Regions from separate parts of the Mus musculus genome. Here region 1 is linked to region 2. A link is a contact called in public HiChIP or PLAC-seq data. All regions are on one chromosome and are shown on one strand. The core of a region is the stretch at or near the end of the contact, and the rest is flanking DNA. Distances in the headings are between cores, read along the strand shown. Region 1 holds the start of Ccnf (cyclin F). Region 2 holds the start of Prss21 (protease, serine 21).

Region 1 (6,170 bases), core at 709-3,208, 380 kb after region 2:
GCATCTAAAGATGATTTAATCGTTACTGTCCTCTATTCACACAAGAGACTAGTTTTAAAATTAAATAAAGTGTACCATATGAATTACTTAAGATACCACCATTCCCCAGCACTCGGGAGGCAGAGGCAGGTGAATTTCTGAGTTCGAGGCCAGCCTGGTCTACAGAGTGAGTTCCAGGACAGCCAGGGCTATACAGGAAAACCCTGTCTCAAAAAACAAAACAACAAAAAAGATACCACCATTCCTTTTATAGCCAATAAATATTCAGGGAGAATATCAGGTAACATGTAACTTGAATGTTGGAAATTTTCTAATCCAAGATCTACATGACAACCAGAGCTGGAGAAAGCAGTCGACACTGATGAACATTCAGTTTTCCTTGAACTGTACTCAAGAAGGTACTTTTGGGGCCAAGAAACTGCTCAGCAGTGAAGGCTAGCTCACAACCAGTCAGTAAGATCCCTTGGACTTTTGCTATAGCCCAGGCTGGCCTCAAATTCACTAACATTAGCTGAGGTTACCCTTGAACTCCTGATTCCCCTACCTCTACCTGCCAAGTACTGCATTCTAAGTATTAGTCACTATGGCCAGCTTACATTGTTTATATTTGAACATGTGACTATCAGCATATGGTTGACCAAGGGACTTGCATAGCATAGACTGGGAACTCAAATTAGCAGGCCGTTCTGTAGAACATGGAGGCCAGATCCATCCCAGAGCAGCTCTCAGCTTGGCAGATGGTGAGAGCTCCCCAGTCCCCAAACAGAGGGGTCTTCCACACTCAGCTTACAGTGCAAAATCACCCCTTCCTAGCACCGTGGACCCTTTAATACACTCAGTTCCTCATGCTGCAGTGACCCCCAACCATAAAATACCTTCATTGCTACTTCATAACTGTAATTTTGCTACGGTTATGAATCTTAATGTAAATATCTGATATGCAGGATGTCTGATCTGCAACTCCTGTGAAAAGGTCGTGTGACCCCCCCAATGGAGTCGCGCCCACATGTTGAGAACTCAGGCACACAGCAACTGGACCCAGACATGCTCTTCAGATGAGCTCTTCTCCTCCACAGTGGGTTGTTCCAATATTTACTTCAGCAATTCATTCTTCATTCAACGCCTATGGCTTTTTTCCCTATTTCACAAAGGGCCCCCACATTACCCCCCCCCCCCAAGGTCCTGCCTTCCTACTTATAAATGCGCCTATCTTTCTACCTATTTTTCCTCCTCACACTGAGGCAAAAGTGGCTGACCTCGGGCTTTCCATCAGGAGGTCTCTAAGAGACTGTCCACTCCCAAACTCTTCACCTGAGTCTTATTGGAAACCAAATTTACAGCAAAGGCCAAATGTATACCCAGAGAGCTATAATTCCCAAACATTCTAAGAATATTATCATAACAGTTTCTTGACTCGTGTGCTCTAGAGCATGTCTGGAAGTGTTTAACCACTCTAACAAGTGAAATCGCACCCCCAGGTCGTGAGACGTTTTCACGGGGCAGATCCTGTGGCCTCAGCCAACCCTCAGGTGATCAAGCCGCCCACAAGAGTCCGGACAGGGCCTGAGATCGCTCTATATCGTGTGGATTGCCCACGACTTCACAGATAAGTAAAATCGTAGTTTGCTAAGTAGAGAACCTAAATAGCCCTGGGGTAACAGGAGAGGCATAGGCGCCGGGCGGGCATTTAAACCGCGCGGGCGGGCTCGCAGTCGGGGATACGTGCCTACCCCGTGCTTTGGGGGATGCGACGCGCACTCCCGGGTCACAGGGGCCCGAGTCCATGCTCCTCCGGCCTCCGTTCCGTATGACCTATCGCCTACCCGGCTCCCGCCAGCACTCACCACCGCCGCTCCCCATCGCCGAGCTCCCTCCACTGCCGCTTTAGACCGCTCTCAAGCGCGCCCGCGCCTGGGGCAAGTGCACGGAGCGCCTCACGCAGGCGCGGGCCCCACCCCCGCCCCGTTTTCAAACGCGCCGGGAGCTCCTACTGGTAGGACCACAGAGTTACGCCCCCCAGATCACTAGCCTCTCCTGCCCCGCAGGCTCTGGGCATTTGTGATTGGCTACACCAGGACGCGAATTCAAACGCTGGCTGTCTATTGGCTTATCGCTCGTGGTTGACCCGCCTTCTCCGCTGGGCGGGGGACGGAGGAGTTCAGCTGGCGCCGGCGGGCTATCCTAAAAAGCCCGCCCGGAGGCAGAGAGGGCTGGTCTTCTCCCTCCAAGACTTGTCCTACCGTCCGGAGTTGGTCGTGGCTTACTACCTGTCCCTCCCACGCGAGCTTCCGGCCGAGGAGACTGCATTTGGAGGCGCCAACTCCAACACTGATGTGGAAATTGCAGAAGCTGGGCTCCGATGCCGGGCAGCCACAGCCACAGTCACAGTCTGCTGAGCGATGTGTTCACTCGAGTACATGTTCCGTATTCTCATGAGATGATCTGTCGAGAAAAGACAAGTGGTCTCTTGAGGGTGGAGAGCGAGGAATAGGCCCAGGCTTATCCCCACAGCTTGGGTCAGCCTTCATCCCCTCCCCGAAGCCAGCATGCTCACTGTATCTGACCTGTGCTGGAAGCTGGATAGCAAGACCTCTAGTGGGTCTGAGACAGTTAATAGGGAATGGCTGTTCACAGCACAGAATATTAGAGAACCCTAGAGCAAGACTTGGGATTTGCTCCCCATTGCTGCTGATCTCCATGGGGAACCCTCACACTGTCTCTTTTCCGGAAGACTATACTGTTTTCCAATTTGTTACTTTTTCTTTTCTTCGAGACAGGGTTTCTCTGTGTAGCCCTGGCTGACCTGCAACTCACTCTGTAGACCAGGCTGGCCTTGAACTCAGAAATCCGCCTGCCTCTGCCTCCCGAGTGCTGTGATTAAAGGCATGTGGCACCACCACCCAGCTACTTTGTTACTTTTTTATCTTCCTCCTTTTGTACTTTGTTACTTGGGACAGAAGTGCTGTTTTCAGAATTTGCTTTTGGTAGCCTCTGGAAGGTATTAAAAAAACTAAATCTAACAATGAGCAAACCCGCTGTCCATCACATTTCAGAATACATAACAATCTATCTGGTCCCCTGGTTAATCAGAGTTACAAAGTCATCAGTTGATCAGTTGTCTTTTTTTTTTTTTTTGCTCTACCTTGTTTTGTATCCTACTCAATTTCAGTTTCTATTATTTATTGGAGGCGGGTTTTGTTGGTTTTGATAAAGGGTCTCCCAATGCCCTTCAGCTAACAACCTGACACTGCTTAGAGTCATCTGAGGGAGACTCAGTTATGTGATTGCCCATATCAGACTGGTCTGTGGCCATGTCTGTGAGGGATTGGTATGATTGATGACTGAGAGGGTTCAGCCTCTCACCACCTCTGGTGGTGCCATCCCTAGGTAGGTGTGTCTAGGCTATATAAGAAAGCTAGCTGAGCATCAGCCAGACAGCACTGGTCCATGGTCCTGCCTTGGTTGAGCTCCGGCTCTGACTTCCTTCAATGATGGGTTGTGACCTAGAAGTGTAAGACAAATAAATTGTTTTTGGTCCTGTTGTTTGTTAGAACAGAAAGCAAACTAGAAAACCCCACGAAGCCCAGGCTGACCTATAACGTGAGGTCTGTCCTGCTCCAGCTTCCTGACTGTTGGCTTATAGTTAGGTACCACTTCTGTCACGTTTGAATATGTTTGGCCCAGGGAGTGGCACTATTAGAAAGTGTGTTCCTGTTGTAGTCGGTGTGTCACTGTGGTATGGGCTTTAAGACCCCCATCCTAGCTTCCTGGAAGCCAGTGCTAGCAGAATACTGATACAGATGAAGATGTAGAACTCTCAGCTCCTCCTGCACCATGCCTGCCTGGATGCTACCATGTTCCCGTCTTGATGATAATGGACTGAACCTCTGAATCTGTAAGCCAGCCCCAATTAAATGTCCCTATAAGAGTTGTGCTGGTTATGGCATCTGTTCATAGCAGTAAAACCCTAACTAAGACAACTTCACTTGGCCAAAATATTTTTATGTTTTAGGAACCAGGTGTTCTCTTGGCTGTAGATCTGATCATGTCCTGCCTCCTGGTCCTACCACTGTTGAACCCCTATGGCTAAGAGCTACTCCACCAGAGTATGAGGTATATCCATCCCCATTGGGCTTCATGGGATGAGAAATCTCAGGAAAGTCAGCTCTTGGGAGCTGAGGAGCCCATGTATTTCAGGGAGGCACAGACCACATCCAAGCAGCAATTTCCAAGCACAAACCAAATGTAAAGAGATCTATTAAGCAAGGCAAAGAGACAAGGTGGCTGAATCTGAATGGGCAGACACTGTAGCAAATAAGTTTGCAAGTATTAATTTTAAGAGGCAAAAAGGTGGAGGTCTGTGTTAGAATGAGGTAGGACATGTTGGTAAGTTCTGATTGGGCATTTTAACTAGGTTAGTCAAAGTAATGAATTTTGATTGCTGGTCCTTGTGTTTTGATAGTTGGACTTTGGTGATCAGTCTCAGGAATGAGACAGGCAGAGCAAAGTGGCCAAATAATCGAATGGACCTTGGGGGTGGGGGTGGGGTAGCTTTAGGAATGTGATCTAACAGTTTAGCAAGGGAGAGGGGAGGGGAAAGGGCAAAACCTGTGGGTGCCATGTTTGCCACATTCGAGCCTGCTAGAGCCCTTCAAAGATTACTTAATGAAATGTTAGTTGACAGCCTGGGGATGAGGAAGACTCCAGGATCACAGGCTACAGAAGGCAAAGTGTGCAAAAGTTAGGTAGTAGGGGATCCTGGGAGACCTCGCAGACTCAGAAGAGGCTGAAGGGAGCGTGAGATGCGGCAGAGCCCAGGGAAGTCTCCATTATGAAGGATCTAGGAATAATGTGGAATTATGCACAACAGACACCTGAAGAAAAGATCAAGAAACCATCGTGTATGGCAGAAAGGTTGCATGGGCTGCTGAGAAGACCCTCTGCAGGGCTTGAATGTTCTATAGATGTCTGTCAAGTTCTTTTTATTCTCTCTATTTTTCTATCAAGATGATCTTCAAATTGGGATGAGAAGAGTCTAGAATTTATCCACTACTGTCATTCTGGGGTTAAGCTGTGACTTTATATTTAGTAGCATTTATTTTATAACATTGGGTACACCTGTGTTTGGAGCATTTGTTTAGAAGTGTAGAGGTTTTGTTTTGTTTTGTTTTGTTTTGTTTTGTTTTGTTTTGTTTTGTTTTGTTTTGACGGCCCCTAATCAGTAGGAAGGGACCTTGATTATTTTTTTTTCCACTAGTTTTGATTTGAAGTCTATTTTGTCAGGCGTTAGACCAGCCCTGCCTGCTGGTTTCCTCAGTCCATCTGTTCAGACTGTCCGTTCCAATCCTTTCACTGTCAGGTACTGTCTGTCTTCTATGAGATTGGTTTCTCAGGCAATAAATAAATGGTTCCTATCTTCAAATCCAATCTACTGATCTGAGTAGATAATTAGTTGTAATTAAAAGGTGTGTGTTGGTTTCTGCCTTCTTTCTGATTTTGTAATGTGTGATTACTACTCCTCTTGCTTTTAATTACCATTCTATCATGGTTTATTTCTTTTAAAAATATTTTATTTTCATGCGTATGAGTGCTTTGCCTAAATGTATATACATGCATCACACGTATGGCTGGTGCCCTCAGGGGTCAGAAGAGAGTAAGATCCCTAGAACTGGAGTTATGGATATTATCAGCTATGCTCTTAAATGCTAAGTCATCTCTCCAGCCCCAGTTCATTCTTTCTTGCGGCCTTCTGGAGGAATTGTTTTTTTTTTTTTTCTCAAAAGCCTACGAATTCCTTCAACTCTCTTTGTAGTGGCTTAGTGATGATTTTTTTTTTTTTAAACCAGGGAAGGTTTGTGTTTCTCCTTCAGTTATGAGAGATTGCTTTGCCAGTTATTGCTGAGTATAGTTTGGATTATCTGTTCTTCTGTTTCAAAACTTGAAATACATCCTTCCAGGCATTCTTGTGTTTTAAAGTTTTAGTTGTAAGTTGTTGCCAACAGCCTTGACTGAGAAAGAAAAATATTCTGTGTCTAAGGGTGCTGTGACTGTGACACACCAAGTCAGATGTGTCTAAGGGCAGTGTGACCATGACACACCAAGTCAGATGTGTCTAAGGGTGCTGTGACTGTGACACACCAAGTCAGATGTGTCTAAGGGCAGTGTGACCG
Region 2 (6,298 bases), core at 1,882-4,381:
CTCAACAACTCTCACCCTGAAGATCCGGCTGACCCTTTGATGGGAGCAGTGTCACCCCCTCCTTCATGTCTCCACTTGGCGCCTGGGACTGTTAAGATAGAGCTGGCATTCCAAGATAAGCTGCAAGATGTTTGAAGCCTGCACTCAGCATCCGCCCCAGATGTCCATCCCTCTCTCTGTGCTTTGATTGTTCCCCCTCAGCCCCTCCCTATTTTCTCTCACTGTGTGCTTATAATCAGGCTCCCAGCCTCCATTAAACACACCTTGACAACTATTTGCTTGGTCTCACTCCCTTTTCTCACCTGTTTCTTTTTCAGGGTTGGTCCCCCTCGATCCCACGAATAACTAGGTCCCCGCGGGTCAGGATACACTACAGCTTCCAGGGCAAGATTTTGTTGTTGACTGTTTTTATTTTAATTTTGTTTTTATTTTCTTTTGAGAGGAGGTTGCAAGAGTGGAGGACAGATACAAGCAGATGGGAGATGTGTGGGATTGGAGTGCATGATGTGAAATTCACAAAGAATTGATAAAAAGTTTTTAAAAAGGAGAAGTGGTAACCACAAGATGAACACCACATGTTTTCATTCATGTGGAATCTAAATTTAAATACTATTTTTTAATAAAAAATGTATGTGTAAGAGTTTTTTGCCAGTATGTATGTATATATGTATGTGTATATGTATTTATGTATGTGTGTATATGTGTATTTATGAGTGTGTAATATGCATTTATGTATGTGTATATGTGTATATGCATGTATGTGTGTGTATGTATGTATATGTATTTATGTGTGTATGTATGTGTGTATATGTGTGCATGTGTGTGTATGTGTGTGCACGTGTGTGTATGTGTATGCATGTGTGTATATGTGTGCATGAATGTGTGTGTGTGTATACCACATATATCAGAGGTCAAATCTCCTAGAACTGGACTTACCTATGTTTGTGAGCTGCCCTGTGAGGGTTGGGAGCCAAACTGAGGTCCTAGGCAAGAGCAGCAAGTGCCCCTCACTGCTGAGCCTTCTTTCTCTAGACCTCCAGTAAGATTTTGTTACTTGGAAGGGGACCAGTGGGAAAGTGGGAAGGGGCAAAGACTGTGGGAGAACATGCATGAAGCACAATGGTGCACACAGGATGAAAATATTGACACAGCCTACATTTGTACATTAGTAAAGAAATTAATTGAAAGATGAAAAATATTTAACCCAGACCTTCAGTCTGAACCTGTTCACTGAAACAGCAGCCAGAACAGCAGCCAGAACAGCAGCCAGAACAGCAGCCAGAACAGCAGCCAGAACACTGGCTCAGCAGGGACATCTGTCAATGGACGCAGGATAAAGACTGTGGTACAAACACATAATTGAATATTATTCAGCCACAAATAGACCAAGATCCTGTCCTTTGCAGCAACATGATGGATGAGATTATAGGACATTGCATAAGTGAATTAAATCAGACACAGGATAAATACCAAGAGCCAGGCATGTTGCTTATTGGGAAAGGCCCTGCCTAGCGTGTACAAGGCCCCGAGGTTCATCTCATCACAATCAAACAAACCCGAAACAAAAATCAAATACCATAAAAGTTAATCTCAAAGTGTAGAACCAGAGAGAGGTAGCCAGAGTCAGGGGTGCCGCAGAGGAGGGTGGTGGAGAGAGGGCTGAGTGATGGGGCCCAGGGTAGAAAGAGTAATTTCTAAAGTACCAAAACATGAGGGGTGAACTATGGGCAACAACCATTGTTTCAGAATAGTAGAGAGAAAATTTCCAGCACAAAGAAACGGTGAATGGTATGGATCTAACCATTTAACCTAGTCTGATTGCTGCACCATGTCTGCATGTACTAAGCCCATGCTAGCCAGGCATGGCACCGTATGCCTTAAATCCCTGGTTTTGCCTCTCCGATATGGACATGTAAATGGTTGCGCATGCACGTGTGGAAGCCCGTGCACACACACACACACACACACTCACAAGCAATTTTTTTTTTCAGAGAAAATAAACTGAACATGGTGACATATGGCTTTAGTCTCAGCACTCATGAGGCAGAGGCAGGAAGATCAATGTGACTTCAAGACCAACATGTTCTACATAGAGAGTTCCAGGACAGACAGAGCTATTGTAGTAAGACTCTGCCTCAAAACCAACCAACCAAACACCCCATAAAACAAACAAACAAACAAACAAAAGCAAAACAAAACAAAACCCTAAAACCAAACAAGCCCCACAAAAAAGGAGAAAAATAAATGTTTAATTAAAAACTTTCTCTCTGCTGGGTGGTGGTAGCGCACGCCTTTCATTCCAGCCAGGATGCAGGCAGATCTCTGTGAGTTCCAGGCCAGCCTGGTCTACAGAGTGAGTTTTTGGATAGTCAGGGCTATGCAGAGAAACCCTGTATGGAAAAACAAAATAATAATATCTCTTCATAATCTTTTGATAGTCTTAAAATCTTTTGATAGTCTTTACGTGTGTGTGTGTGTGTGTGTGTGTGTGTGTGTGTGTGTGTGTGTGTGTGTGTGAAGAAATTCTAGGAGGCACATGTCTGTAAACCTAGTCGAATCATAGACTTGTGTCCAGTGTGGGATGCAAAATAAATCACTGACTCGAAAAGAAAAACAAACAACGACAAAACCAACAAAGATAGAGAACAAGAAAAAAGAAAAGAAACTATATTTAAAAAGACGCGACAAGGAGGAAGGCTATTAAAGAGAAGCAGCAGTAGCCGAAGGCGGCAGGGCTCAGGGCTGGCCTGCTAAGGGAGAAAGCACAGGTGCCTCGGTTTTGCCAATATAGTCCTGTGAAGGAGCAAGTTCTTGGCTGATCCCAACAGGGACAGGCCTCAGAAGTATTACTCATGGACCTAACTGAGGGGATCTCTGGCTAAGCTTGATCCTGAAGGAAGTCGTGGGCAGGGGGCAGAAGGCAACAGGGGAGGCAACCGCCACCCACTGAGCTCAGAATACACAAGGACTGCTCCCGTTCACTAAGGTTGCTGTGCCATACCAACAGCTATAATGGATGCCCTGGAAGACAGTGTTAGGACACCACGGTCCCCAGACAATCCTTGGGCCTAGGGATTGGCGTCTTCTTCAGAGTGGGCGCGGGCCTGGCGTAGCAGGAAGTAAGAGGGGGTGCCAGGTGGCAGGAGAGGTGGCCATGGGCGCGCGGGGCAAGACGTTGGTGCCACTGCTGGTGGTTGTGGCGACTGCGGCGATGGCCTTACAGTCAACCTATTTGCAGGTGGATCCTGAGAAACCCGGTGAGCTGCTCTGGGGGTACTGTTGTGAGACTGGGGGCAGTGACAGGCAGATGGGGAAGTGAGGGCGAAGTGTCGCTTATTCTTCTCTCCCTTCCACCCAGAACTGCAGGAACCCGACCTATTGTCAGGTAAGGTGCTCAGAACGTGTTTTCCTGCGTGGTGGGCCTGCGTCGGGGGTGCACCTCAAGTATTCCTCTCCTTTGCCCCAGGATCGAGAACTCAACTGTGTTTGATAATAACGCACACCCCTGCCCCGGGGTGGGGGTGTTGGGGGCAGGTGCACACCGATCATATGGAGGGTGTCCCAGCAGACCCTCAGGAAGTCCCTCCCTTTCCTTGCCCGTGGCTTAAAAAGTGTCAGTGGTGGTGGGTGGGAGGGGAAAAAAAAATCTCTGCTCCGGTCTGATCCTCCTCACAGGGCCCTGCGGTCACAGGACCATCCCTTCCCGTATAGTGGGTGGCGATGATGCTGAGCTTGGCCGCTGGCCGTGGCAAGGGAGCCTGCGTGTATGGGGCAACCACTTATGTGGCGCAACCTTGCTCAACCGCCGCTGGGTGCTTACAGCTGCCCACTGCTTCCAAAAGTGAGTCTGGAGTCAAGCCTGGGCAGCTGAGGGGTGGGAAGGTTAGTAACCTTGGCCCTGAGTTTGACACCTGGGTAAGCTTTTTAGTGCAGCCTCAGGAGTAGCTGAAATGGGTTAGATCTGTAAGATTTACATTACTGCCCCTGAAAGGGAATCCTCTTCCAGTTCTTCTAGAATGTTCTTTCAGGACATTCTCATTCCCTTTGAGTGCTTTGACTGCTCTTTTTTTCCTTCAAGTCCTTCCCAAATATCCCTACACTAGTCCCCACACTTGCTCAGCTCCTTTGGGGACTACAGCTCCTTTGGGGGCTCCCCTAGGCTGACTCACCTTCTGTCTTTAGGACTACTCCAACAGACACAGGACCACTGGGGTAGCCACTCTTCTGCTTCTTCACTCAGTGCCCGGGAGCAAGGGCTCTCTTGCCCAGCCTCTCTGGGTTCTGTGGCCCCTATAGGAGGCTTTTTGGCCCATAAGGACTGGGCAGTTATGCTAAGGATGAACGTGAGGTAGTCGTCGCCTCAGAGAGAGGCCCAGCTGAGCTCAGGTGGCTTGAACTGCTCTCTCCTTCTCTGTCAGGGATAACGATCCTTTTGACTGGACAGTCCAGTTTGGTGAGCTGACATCCAGGCCATCTCTCTGGAACCTACAGGCCTATTCCAACCGTTACCAAATAGAAGATATTTTCCTGAGCCCCAAGTACTCGGAGCAGTATCCCAATGACATAGCCCTGCTGAAGCTGTCATCTCCAGTCACCTACAATAACTTCATCCAGCCCATCTGCCTCCTGAACTCCACGTACAAGTTTGAGAACCGAACTGACTGCTGGGTGACCGGCTGGGGGGCTATTGGAGAAGATGAGAGTGAGGCTGGGTACAGACGGGTTGGGGAGAGGGGCACTACCCTAACCTTTCACATTAGCCCTCCCTCCCTGGGCTCTGAGGCCCCACGGAGCCCCCTCTCGCTCACTCAACGTTTTCTTGTTTATTTTCCTTACTTCTGCTTGCAAGAAGGACAGGAGCTAGTCCTTTCCTCCCAGACAGGAACTCAGAGGTGCCAGGGAGGCCTGAAGGGGTGGGGACCTCATAGGGCCTGTAGGATGGCTTCTACAACACAGCTTTTATGATCTACCCACTTTGGCAGGCACCAATCAATCATCAGTGAGAGACAGGAAACACACTCACTCTGCCTGCTCCACCCACCCAAAATTCCGACTGTGCACACTCCTTCTTGGTGCACCCCTGAAATCCCTTTGGAGGTCTAATCACGTGCCTGCCTGCAGCTCAGCAGGAACCCTTGCACAAAGCCCCCACCCCCACCCCAAGGAGCACTGAGAACGGTTTCCCTCTAGGTGCCCTAGCTCTTACATCCTGGAGTGACCCTGCTCAGTTCTCTCTGACCTGGTCCATCTCTGCAATGCCCCCTAACCAGCGTCGTAGTAATAGATTCGGCTCCTTCCCTGCAGGTCACGTGCTTGGCTTGCAGGCTTGGGGACCCTGGTGCATCAAGGCAACGGCATAATTTAAAAAAAAAAAAACTTCATTTTATTTTATTTTTTTTTATATATATGAGTGTTTTGCCTGCAGGTGCGTGTCTCAGATTCCCCTAGAGCTGGAGTTATAGGCATTAGTGAACTGCCATACGGGTGCTGGAAATTGAACTTGGGTCCTTTAGAGCTAGCTCCCTAGCCCAAGAGTGTAGGTTTAAGAAAGGGATTTGAAGTATTTGATTTGATTTGTATGTGTGCACGCATGTCTCAGTGATGTGCGTGTGTGTGCAGATGCCCACAGAGGACAGAAGAGGGTGTGGGATCCCTAGGAGCTGAAGTTAGAGGTGTTTGTGAACCTTTCAGTAATACCGGGATCCTAATTCGTCCTCATGATGGAGAAAGTGTTCTTAACTTCTGAACCATCTCTCCAGCCTCCTTTAGAGGGATTGCATCTATTTATTTTGTTTTAAGAACATTTATTTAAAAAGGCGGAAGGGACAGGCAGTGGTGGCACCTTTAATCCCAGCTCTCAGGTGGCAGAAGTGGGCCTATCTTTTTGAGTTCGAGACCAGCCTGGTTTACAGAGTGAGTTCCAGGAGAGCCAGAGCTACAGAGAGAAACCCTGTCTTGAAAAAAAAAACAAAACAACAGCAAAAAATTTATGTGTGTTTGTGGGCTTGTGTGTTTGTGGGCTTGTGTGTGTGTGTGTGTGTGTGTGTATGTATGTTTACCGCATGCATGCAATTCCTGCAGAGGCTGGTAGAGGGCGTTGGCTCCCTTGGAACTGGAGCTGCAGGTGGTTGTGAGCTCCCTGTGGGTACCGGGAACTGAACCCATGCTCTCTGAAAGGGCTGTAAGTGCTCTTCACTGCCGAGCTGTCTCTCCAGCCCTATGCTTTGTAGGTGATGGGGGTACAATCAATGGCCCATGTGGAAGAGTTGTCCTCTCCTTTTACCATGCGGGTCTTGAG

The links. HiChIP or PLAC-seq counts read pairs in DNA pulled down with a chosen protein or histone mark.
Region 1: a contact with region 2 is called in an H3K4me3 HiChIP or PLAC-seq map of embryonic stem cells, with 3 times the contacts expected there. The contact joins the promoter of Ccnf here to the promoter of Prss21 in region 2. A contact is called at or near these places in 1 of 39 promoter capture datasets (the HPC-7 cell line), 3 of 115 datasets of contacts at active chromatin or transcription factors (embryonic stem cells and pancreatic cancer cells) and 1 of 9 other capture datasets (adipose tissue).

Annotation. Positions count from the first base shown.
Region 1 is chr17:24,249,451-24,255,620 of GRCm38.p6, forward strand. It overlaps Ccnf (cyclin F), which reads right to left and starts at 1,959. Exons shown (of 17, transcript NM_007634.4): 1 at 1,845-1,959. The coding sequence starts at 1,860.
Region 2 is chr17:23,864,941-23,871,238 of GRCm38.p6, forward strand. Prss21 (protease, serine 21) reads left to right here and starts at 3,132. Exons shown (of 6, transcript NM_020487.4): 1 at 3,132-3,257; 2 at 3,359-3,385; 3 at 3,676-3,841; 4 at 4,419-4,702. The coding sequence starts at 3,155.